2 separate regions of the Gossypium hirsutum genome follow, and region 1 is linked to region 2. The links are chromatin contacts, called in public Hi-C maps. All regions are on one chromosome and are shown on one strand. Each heading gives the region's core, a stretch centred on a gene start, on an enhancer-like site or on the middle of the called end of the contact. The rest is flanking DNA. Distances are from core to core; before and after follow the strand shown.

What was found. Hi-C and Micro-C count contacts between places; a contact is called where the count stands out from the background.
Region 1: a contact with region 2 is called in a Hi-C map of leaf, with 2.0 times the contacts expected there. The contact joins the promoter of LOC107913225 here to the promoter of LOC107913236 in region 2. A contact is called at or near these places in 2 of 34 Hi-C or Micro-C datasets (both in leaf).

What each region holds. Positions count from the first base shown.
Region 1 is chrD11:26,201,464-26,205,875 of Gossypium_hirsutum_v2.1, forward strand. LOC107913225 (SUMO-conjugating enzyme SCE1) reads right to left here and starts at 2,680. Exons shown (of 5, transcript XM_016841746.2): 1 at 2,247-2,680; 2 at 2,063-2,146; 3 at 1-13. The coding sequence starts at 2,315.
Region 2 is chrD11:25,286,993-25,291,648 of Gossypium_hirsutum_v2.1, forward strand. It overlaps LOC107913236 (nicotinate phosphoribosyltransferase 2), which reads right to left and starts at 1,511. Exons shown (of 15, transcript XM_016841759.2): 1 at 1,027-1,511; 2 at 492-639; 3 at 262-381; 4 at 9-143. The coding sequence starts at 1,178.

The DNA of each region.
Region 1 (4,412 bases), core at 1,430-3,929, 920 kb after region 2:
CCTCCCAATCAGTCTGTAACATAGATGATGCAAGGAGTTAAGCTATCCAAACATTAAAAGAAACACAGCTACAACTATTCAAACATGCACACTTTCTTTAAATACTCCTCTCTATATATTGACACAACACTCTCATGAGTCCTTTTAATCATATATTTGACTTTCTAAACATGATTTTTTAAGAAAAAGAAGCATTTTGACGACTTTAATAAATGCTCCAGATAAAATTACAAGCATCCAGACATCACACCTTCAAGCTTGTCCATATAAAGAACAAAAACTCAGATCTGAATAGTAAGGACAGATAGATAAAACGAGTTGGGCAAAAATAATATCAAGAGGAATTGAATAAAAGTTGCATACATCATTCAAGAAATTAATATACAAGGCGAATAAGGAAACCGACAACCAAAATTTCAGAGGTGCAATATCATTACAAGATCAAAACCAATACCACAAAGCTGTCACTCTTCAAGTTAAATAACAACCACCAATGCTGCAAAGAAAATCTAAAACTTGCAGCACAAACTTGTTAGCGCTCAATCTGTCTGCAACATATAAATAGTCAAAAACCTCAAGACTTAAAATTCTAGAAAAGGCTGTTTGAAGTGCCATGCTACTTGTTGAAATTGTTGATGCCTTACGAAGCAAGCAGTGAGCTACTAAATCCCAAAATCTTTCTCCTGGTAATATCTAGAAATAACCATGCTTTAAATGGTGATCCGCTTTCCAAGGTTAAGAGACAATAAAAATACATATTTTTATCACCACCAGATGAATTTTAGGAAAATATAATAATGGTCAATAACGCAAATGAATCTACATTAACACAGAATAACAATGATGAATGCAACCTAATTCTAACCAACACCCCACACCAGGTTAATTACTGAATAACTAACAAAGGACAAGAACTTCGATCTATGTTGGTGAACCACCAAATAAAAACAGCCAAAAATGATAGACAAAATGGACTGTCATGATATGCAATTCATGTTAAAACATGCCTCTGTGTGCCTGTGTACTAAAGCAAAGAAAAGAGAAAGAGAAAGCTAGAGCTTCAGCAACCATTAGAACTCCTGAAACAGAAAGGAAGGAGAAATGTAAGAACAGCTGAGATACTCATAACAGCTTCAGACAAGAGGGAAGTGCAGAGGAATTAAAACTGATAGCAATTAGTTTAAAGCACCTAATGATAACAGAACTCTTGTCTAGGGGCCACGAATGCCACATAACCATTCTATAACCCATTAAAATGAGGATAACAGTACCAAGTTGTGAGAATCTGAGAAACAACAACTAATATATTGCCAGGCTTCGAGTCCACAAGTCCTTGTTCACAACATGATTGATAAAATCATGTAAAGCTGACTAGTATAGAAAATCTACATACAGTAACATACTGACCATCAATAGACGATTGTTTAAATATAACGAAAACTTACTTTCTAAAAGCCTAAAATCCATTATTCCTTCCCCTTTCTATGTACCCAAAAGAAAAAGAAAAACAATATTAAATTGTCAGCACACAGACTTCAATATCCATCCATGTTTACCATCAATCACCATTTTCCTAAAATCCTCGGGAAAAAACAAAAAAGAAAATAACATATTATGTAACCCACAAATATATGAAAAACTTGTTTAGGCTCGGCATTCTGAATGCGAGCTAGTCATACAAACCACGCATATACCATATGCACCATAATAGAAAGAAATATTCCTATTATCCTATATGGAAAACACAGGACTCAATTTAATCCGGAATTATCAATATCTTTGCTAGTCCATGTTTTAACCCAATAAAATCACATAAAACTTGGGTTCATTTACATCAATCAGCAGCGCCCTCTCTCTTTAAAGGAAAAAAACCTCTCTAAGATCAAAATGAAGATACGAACCCTAAAATCTTAAAATCTATAAACAGCACAACAGCATCCACGTCCAAAGAAATAAGAGAAAATAATTGACGAACCAAACTCAACAAGCAGAATCCATTAAACTTTACCGACGATAATGAAAAAGAAAAATACAGAAATTAAATAGAAGTTCTTCGACTTACTCCTGCTTTACCAGGGATCGTGCAATGCCACACCATCAAATTGACCGTTCCATCAGGCAACGTCTCTGGTTTCGCAACAAAACCCTAAAATTTCAACAACAAAAAAATCAAACAAATAATAAAAAATTTAAAACATGAAACCCAGAAAAAAATAAACAAGAACAGGGAAACAAACTCCACGGACATGGGGATGGTTCTTCCTCCATGCCTTACGTTCCTCGGCGAGTCGACCACGCGCTATTCCTCCCGACATCTCTCTCTCTGTCTCTCTCTCTGTGTCTTGTCTTTCACTCCGGCCTTCTCTTTCTCTCTCTAAAACCCTCACCCAAATGTTCTCTCTTCTCCTTTCTTAAATAATTGTTTTTTTGTTTGTTTAATTTTAATAATAAATAAAATTATATTAAAAACAAAAAAAAAAAAAAAAAAGAAAAGGGGCGTTGATGGAATCGACTTTTCCATTTTCAATTTCTCTTGGTCGTCTAAAATAAAAATAAAATAATAAAATATTAATTATTTTGGTCTTCCGGTTGTGCCCTTGATGAAGAGAGGAGTCGTTGCGCCGAGTTGACCGAGAGAGAAACATACGGTAAAGATTTGATCTGGTGGGGGTGGGTCCCAATCCCAAGGGGTACCTTCGTTCCTTTTAGATATATGTAGATTTAGGTTGGATTAATTAATCTTTGGCTTTAAAAAGATTAAATACAAAAAAGTCAATGAATTAGCTGTTGAATTATATTCCGGCGTGAAATCCACGCCACTATACTCCTCACCAGTCACGTGCCTTCTTTTATTGGGCCATGCTTAGAGCTTGAGCCCATTATTGGATCCATTAAAGCCCGAGGTTGTTTCAAATTTCAATTGCCAACCACTTAATTGAGTGTTGTGATTATCAACAACCTCATTTAATTATTAAAAATGTTTTAATCTTGACTTGTTGAACGCAAATACCCTTTTTTTAGGATTATATATATTTAACTCTCATTTAATTGGTTGATGTTGGTATTTGAATTTCAATTTATAACTATGCTCTAATCTACTTAGAATATAATGGTGTAATTTCATTTTATGATATCTTTAAAAATATAAAAAAATATTTGTATGTCCAAATAAATGTCTAAATTCAAATGAATTTGGATATTGTTTGTCTAAATTCATTGTAAATGTGTTCTTTTTTAATATATTTTTTTAAATTTTAAAAATGTGATATTTTTAGAAAAAAAGTTCAAGTATTCTTTAGAATTTGTTAAATTTTTTGTGACATTTTTAGAATTATTTTGAAAAATCTCATGTATTTTTAGAAAATTTTAGAATTTCTTTACACTTTTCTAGATAATTTTGTATCTTCAAAAAAGTTTATTCTATATTCAATAAAGTATAAAATTTCACATAAATTTTTCGCGGATCTCTCGCTCTTTTTTATGCATTAAATAGATCATTTATTTGTTGTTTACACGCTTTTTTCTTTGTTTTTGTTTCAATAATTATGGGGTTTGCTTGAAAAATTTCTGGTTTCATCATGTTCTCGGCCTTTTTCTTTTTCTTTTTTGTTGAAAATATTTTATTGAGAGAACATTTTTAGTTGTCACTCTTTATATATTATTATATCATTATCTTTTTAGTAGTTGGTATAATTATTATAAACCTCGAGGTTTTGTTAACTATTGGCCTATTAGTAGTTGGTATAATCATTTTTAAAAAAGAATAAAAATATATAAATTTACTAAGAAAACTCATCCAAATTTAAACAATATGATACTTATGTTGATCTAAATCTAGATATCAATTTGTCTAAATTTATTCTAGAAGTGAAATAATATATTTTTATATTTTTTATTTTTTATTAATGCTTGTCACGTATCATAATGTTAAGCTATCACATGTCTATTATTAATTGTCAATGCCACACATCCGCATTGTAACAACATTACAACAGAAGTACATGTGTAATGAATTTCAAGTTCAAGTGCCAATTACATCCATAAAAAAAATATTTGAAAAAGCTTTTAATTTGTAGTTGCTCTAATTTAATATTTAAATTATTGTTATAACAAAACGGCTTATGACAAAGTGAAGTAATAAGCAAAGTCTAAGAGAATTAAGATCAACCCACAATATCAATTAAGATAGTTCGGATTCATCAATTCTACTTTATAAAGCCTTGCTCAGAGAATGATTATATTTACTAATTAAATTTAATTACCTATTTGCTTAAAACCAATTTACCCTTATAAAAATGGATAATTGCAGTTCAATATGAACTTAATTGTTATTTTCACTCTTCTAGATTATCCTCAACTGCAAAATCTTGAAAACTCTCTGAGTAATACTTCAAAAAAAATAGCCAAAAAAT
Region 2 (4,656 bases), core at 261-2,760:
TCATCAACCTGAGCTCGTCGAAGCCCGAACTCAAGCAACATTTTAGATTTTCCAGCAACAAGTCTGTGTCTAGCCGCATTTGTAGCCACCAAGGACGCAAAATTTACAAGATTCAGAACTGGAGTCTCCAACAATTGAACCACCTAAAAACAAAAATTCACGAATCAAGAAAAAATAAGATGAAAACAAAGGAGCTGAAAAAACAGAACCAAATTCAAGACAAACAGATGTGGCAAAAAAAAAAAGTTTGATAGCACTCACAGCAACTGGTCCTTCAACTCGAAGCAGGGGCACCTTTGGGAAAACAACTGTTCCCTCCGAAATAGCATAAACTTCAACATCAGAACAGTCAATATTTCTTAGATACTTGACAAAGCCTTCCTGTTGTTTGCAGAAACAATGAATAAGTTAAACATCCAATTACAAGCACAGTAAAACAAACAGAACCCAGAATATCATAACTTGAATCATCTGCGAAGTAGTTAGCTTACCTCACATGAACCAGGCAAGGTTTCACAGATGAAGGAAATCTCTTCCTCGGTTAACTCGAAATTAGCAATGAGCTTTATGCATTCTTCCAAACCAGCAAACACTGTAAATTCACCACCAAATGGATTCTTTCGAAAATATAGATCGAACCTGAAAGCATATTATAAAACGCTAATCCGAAGCTCGAAATATTCAATCTTTCACACTGGGAAACACTTGTAATTTCTCATTTTTCATTTCTTAAACTAACAGGTAACCAAATGATTATTAGTTAAATAACTAACTTTCGAACATCGGAAGCCCTGATTTTCCAATAACTTTTTGTTTTTTTCTTCGGTAACAACTTGAACTTCAAAAAAAGTGAAGTTCGAAGGAAAAAGAACTCTACTGAAAACAGTAACTACGAATCATCAAAACTCTATTTTCAATCCGATTTTCGTAGTAGCCAAACAACGGATTAGATATGAAAGAGAAACATAAAAATTATTCTTAACGGAATGAAATTAAAGGTATAAAAGGGAAAAATTTGAAAGTTACACGGCTCGGTCGTTGTGTTTGCCAGCTTTCCAATAAGCGTAAGCCATGGTGAACTGATAAAGATCGGTTAAAAGAGGAGTGACCATCGGATTCGTCGGCCCGTCCATAACCCGACCCGCATTCACACTCGGTCCGTTCGTTTTCGCTTCCATTTTCAATCGTTCCTGGCCTATTATTACCAACTTCTCACTTCCCAGTTCAAAACCCGTCTGCTTTTATATAGTGGAGGAAAACATAGCGTATGGATCAGGAAAACAAGAAAGAAATTTGGAGAGATCGTCAAAATTGAAGCGTATTTCGTACTCTTTTTTTTTTCGTACTTCAGAAGGAAAATTAGAAAAATGAAATTAGGAGTTCAAATTGAATTCCATCCAAAACTGGAAAATAGCAACACGGAGAGTGTTAAGGGGGGTTGGCTTAGCGCAGTCAACCTTCAAAGAATCATGACGTGTACAAACCGGAATTAGGTCCTCCCTCATGGTTTTGAACCGTCACTGCCTTTTTGTGGACCGTATAAAACATCACTGTTCTATCTATTGCATTTATATTTTTATTGGCTTATGTTAGATCATTTTTACTTTCCCTTTTTCATCCCACACTTTTTCCTTTTATTCACTTGTTTTTTATTATATATATTCTGATTTTGATTCCATTTTGTCATTTCCTTAAATTTTATTCTTGGTTTGTTTGACTTAAAATAATTTTAAAAAATAATTTTTAAAAAATAATTTTTTTAAGAAAATTAATACATTCGGATGAATTTATGTAAAATATTTACTAATTTTTTAAAAATATTTCATAAAAGCTATTTTTAATAAAGCAAATATACCTCTAAGATTTTCTTATCTTTTTATTGTTTAATTGAGTTTATTTTATATTTATAAATTTATATTTTACATTGTTCTTTGTAAAATAAACCCAACATAAATATATTTGTTATAAAATATTATAGTGTAATTTCCTTTTAATAATTGAAATTTATTTTATAGTAAGAAAATATTTTGTAATAATCAATGTTATATATAAACTTAATAATAGATAATGCTTAATTAAAACTTAATTAAATTACATATATTTCATATATGAGAGTACATATTAACACATTAGAGCTGTAAGGTATGAAGCTAAGCATGATTTAAATAAATACTCATATTTATATAATTAAAAATATTTATATTTTTATACCAGGTTAAAATATGTCATAAGTCCTTGTAATCTTCGTAAATTTAAAATTTAGTCAATATACTTTTATTTTTGGGTTAGTCATTCTTTTTAGATATCAAAATTCAGGTTCAGCTATTAGCATTATTAAAAATATTTTGTTAAATTCATATTTTTTATTTAAAAATGTGACATCAACAAAATTGACAAAAAATTTAACAATGTTAACAATTGGACTTGATTGTCAAATCTAAAGGAAGTTTTAGACCTTGAACTGTTAATGGTTTGTAATTGGACATTATATACTTTTAATTGGTTTGATTTGGAGCTTTTATTACTGCTTCAAATAGATAATTGAATGGTATGAGTAATTGTTCGACTAACTTGTAAGTGCAGGTTGAAGAGCCATTGGTTATTAAGGTTAGTGTTATATGTTTTATGTGTGATCTGGAAATTAATCATGAGTTTAGTATGAACTAATTAAGTGATGATGATTTATGAAGAGATGTATGATGTTTTAACGAATCTTCCTAAACAAGATTTATATGTATTACTCTACTATATTATTTTCAATCTTATGAAATGGTTTTTTTCAACAATTTACTATATTATGATTTAGATCTAATCATTTGTTTTTAAATAAAATTATTTCTAAAATCCTTTCAAATATAACCTTTTAAATATCCTATCACCTACATGAATGTCCAATTGAAGCTTTTAGAATATTTACTTGTTAAAAATTCAATTTACGAATTATGCTGATGACTTGATGATCAGAGTAGCGCAACAGAAACATGACTTAAGGTTATCAAATATTCCATGAATAATTGTGTGAGGTGTGTTTGGTGGTTGGTGTGCTTTGTGGTGATTTGGGCTAACGTGACGTTCGGAATTCGGGTTGGATTGTCCTGCTTGGATTTGAGCACCACATAAACATAATTATTTAATAGAGATTTACTTGAATAATTATAACTATTTGTTATTAATTAAGTAATATAACTTATCACTATGAATACTCACAACTCTTAATTAATAACAAGTGACATAACTTTTGGATCGCTTGTAATTTTTCAATTATAACTATTGAAACATTATAAATATTTAAAAAATGTTTCTGTGACATAATTTAATTATAAATAAATGTATTATTGGCACAACATATAATTTTTTTTGTCAGGAAAAGAATTTTTATTAACTTAAAATATTGTTAGACGTAACATTTTCAGTTTTAGTCTAAACCTTAAAAAGAAGAATGTTATAAAATACATCTAGATAAACACACAAAAGATTAAAAATGTTAAAGGTTAACCTCCGCTTAAAGGATTGAAAAATTGCTTCTTATGTGTGCTAATGCATTGACACACTTATTCCTTAACGTGTGCACACAATGTAGAAGCTCAACAAGAAGAGTTGTTAATGTCATTCTTATTAATCATAAAGTTGATCACAGAAGTGGCATCAACTTTGCTTTCAAGGTATCCAACATTAATGGATAAATTGGTTTCCACACTTGAGAGAAATGTGACGATAGGAACTAACAATCCAACCTCCATCATGGTCTTTGCTAATTGCTCTAGCTCATACCTTTTCGGGATCCTCGACAAAAGATTCATCTATATTGAGTTTGAGCCATCCATGAGTTGGGCCTTCCATATAACGCCAACAGCTATAGGTGGCAACATTCTCTTTTAAAGGTTCAACAAGAAATACAATTCACCTGTTTTCACCACTGTTCGAATAGATGTAATGTTATCAACATGCTTGTCTTTGAACACCACCGCATTTCTAAACAACCAAATTTCGCACATCATGAAGGTAAAAACTAATTTATAGGGTATCCTATGCTTTTGATACAAGAGTTAGCGGTAATGTTGAGTTTTAACCAGTCCTTCCAAGTTATGTTGTCTGAGTTTGCTACAATTCGCTTGGAAACAAAGTAACTCGCTAGTTTCTTGTCATTATGCATTCTTTATGAAATGTCCAGTGCTTTCACTTTGGGTCCTACAAATTTATACCTCGATGTTTCAATAAGAATCTAGTGGGAAGGGTTTTATGGCAACATTCCATTATGAAAAGCACAAGCCTAGAAGGTAGTTTCTGTTTCTAGATCCAACTACAGTTTTCATCTTGTTTGTTCTGATTTTCCATAGGTTTATTTGCTGCAATTTGCTAAATTATATCGAGTGTGAATTCATATGAGCTTGAGAAATTCCAAAAAAGCCATATCGCACATTGTAACGAATAGTTATAGAGGTGTGGTAGAAGCTTTGGAGGATCGCTTCAGGGAGGTTAAGACTTTTCCTTAAGCGTCATATGGTCTTCCACGAAAGTTTTGGGAGGACTTAGGCCATCCAATTATCCATTCAAAAATTAACAAATGTTCACTATTACACACAATCCATTTGATCCCTTCCTCAAGAAAAAGGCTAATTTTTCATATGTCACTCCAAGTTATGGAGACATTTTTTA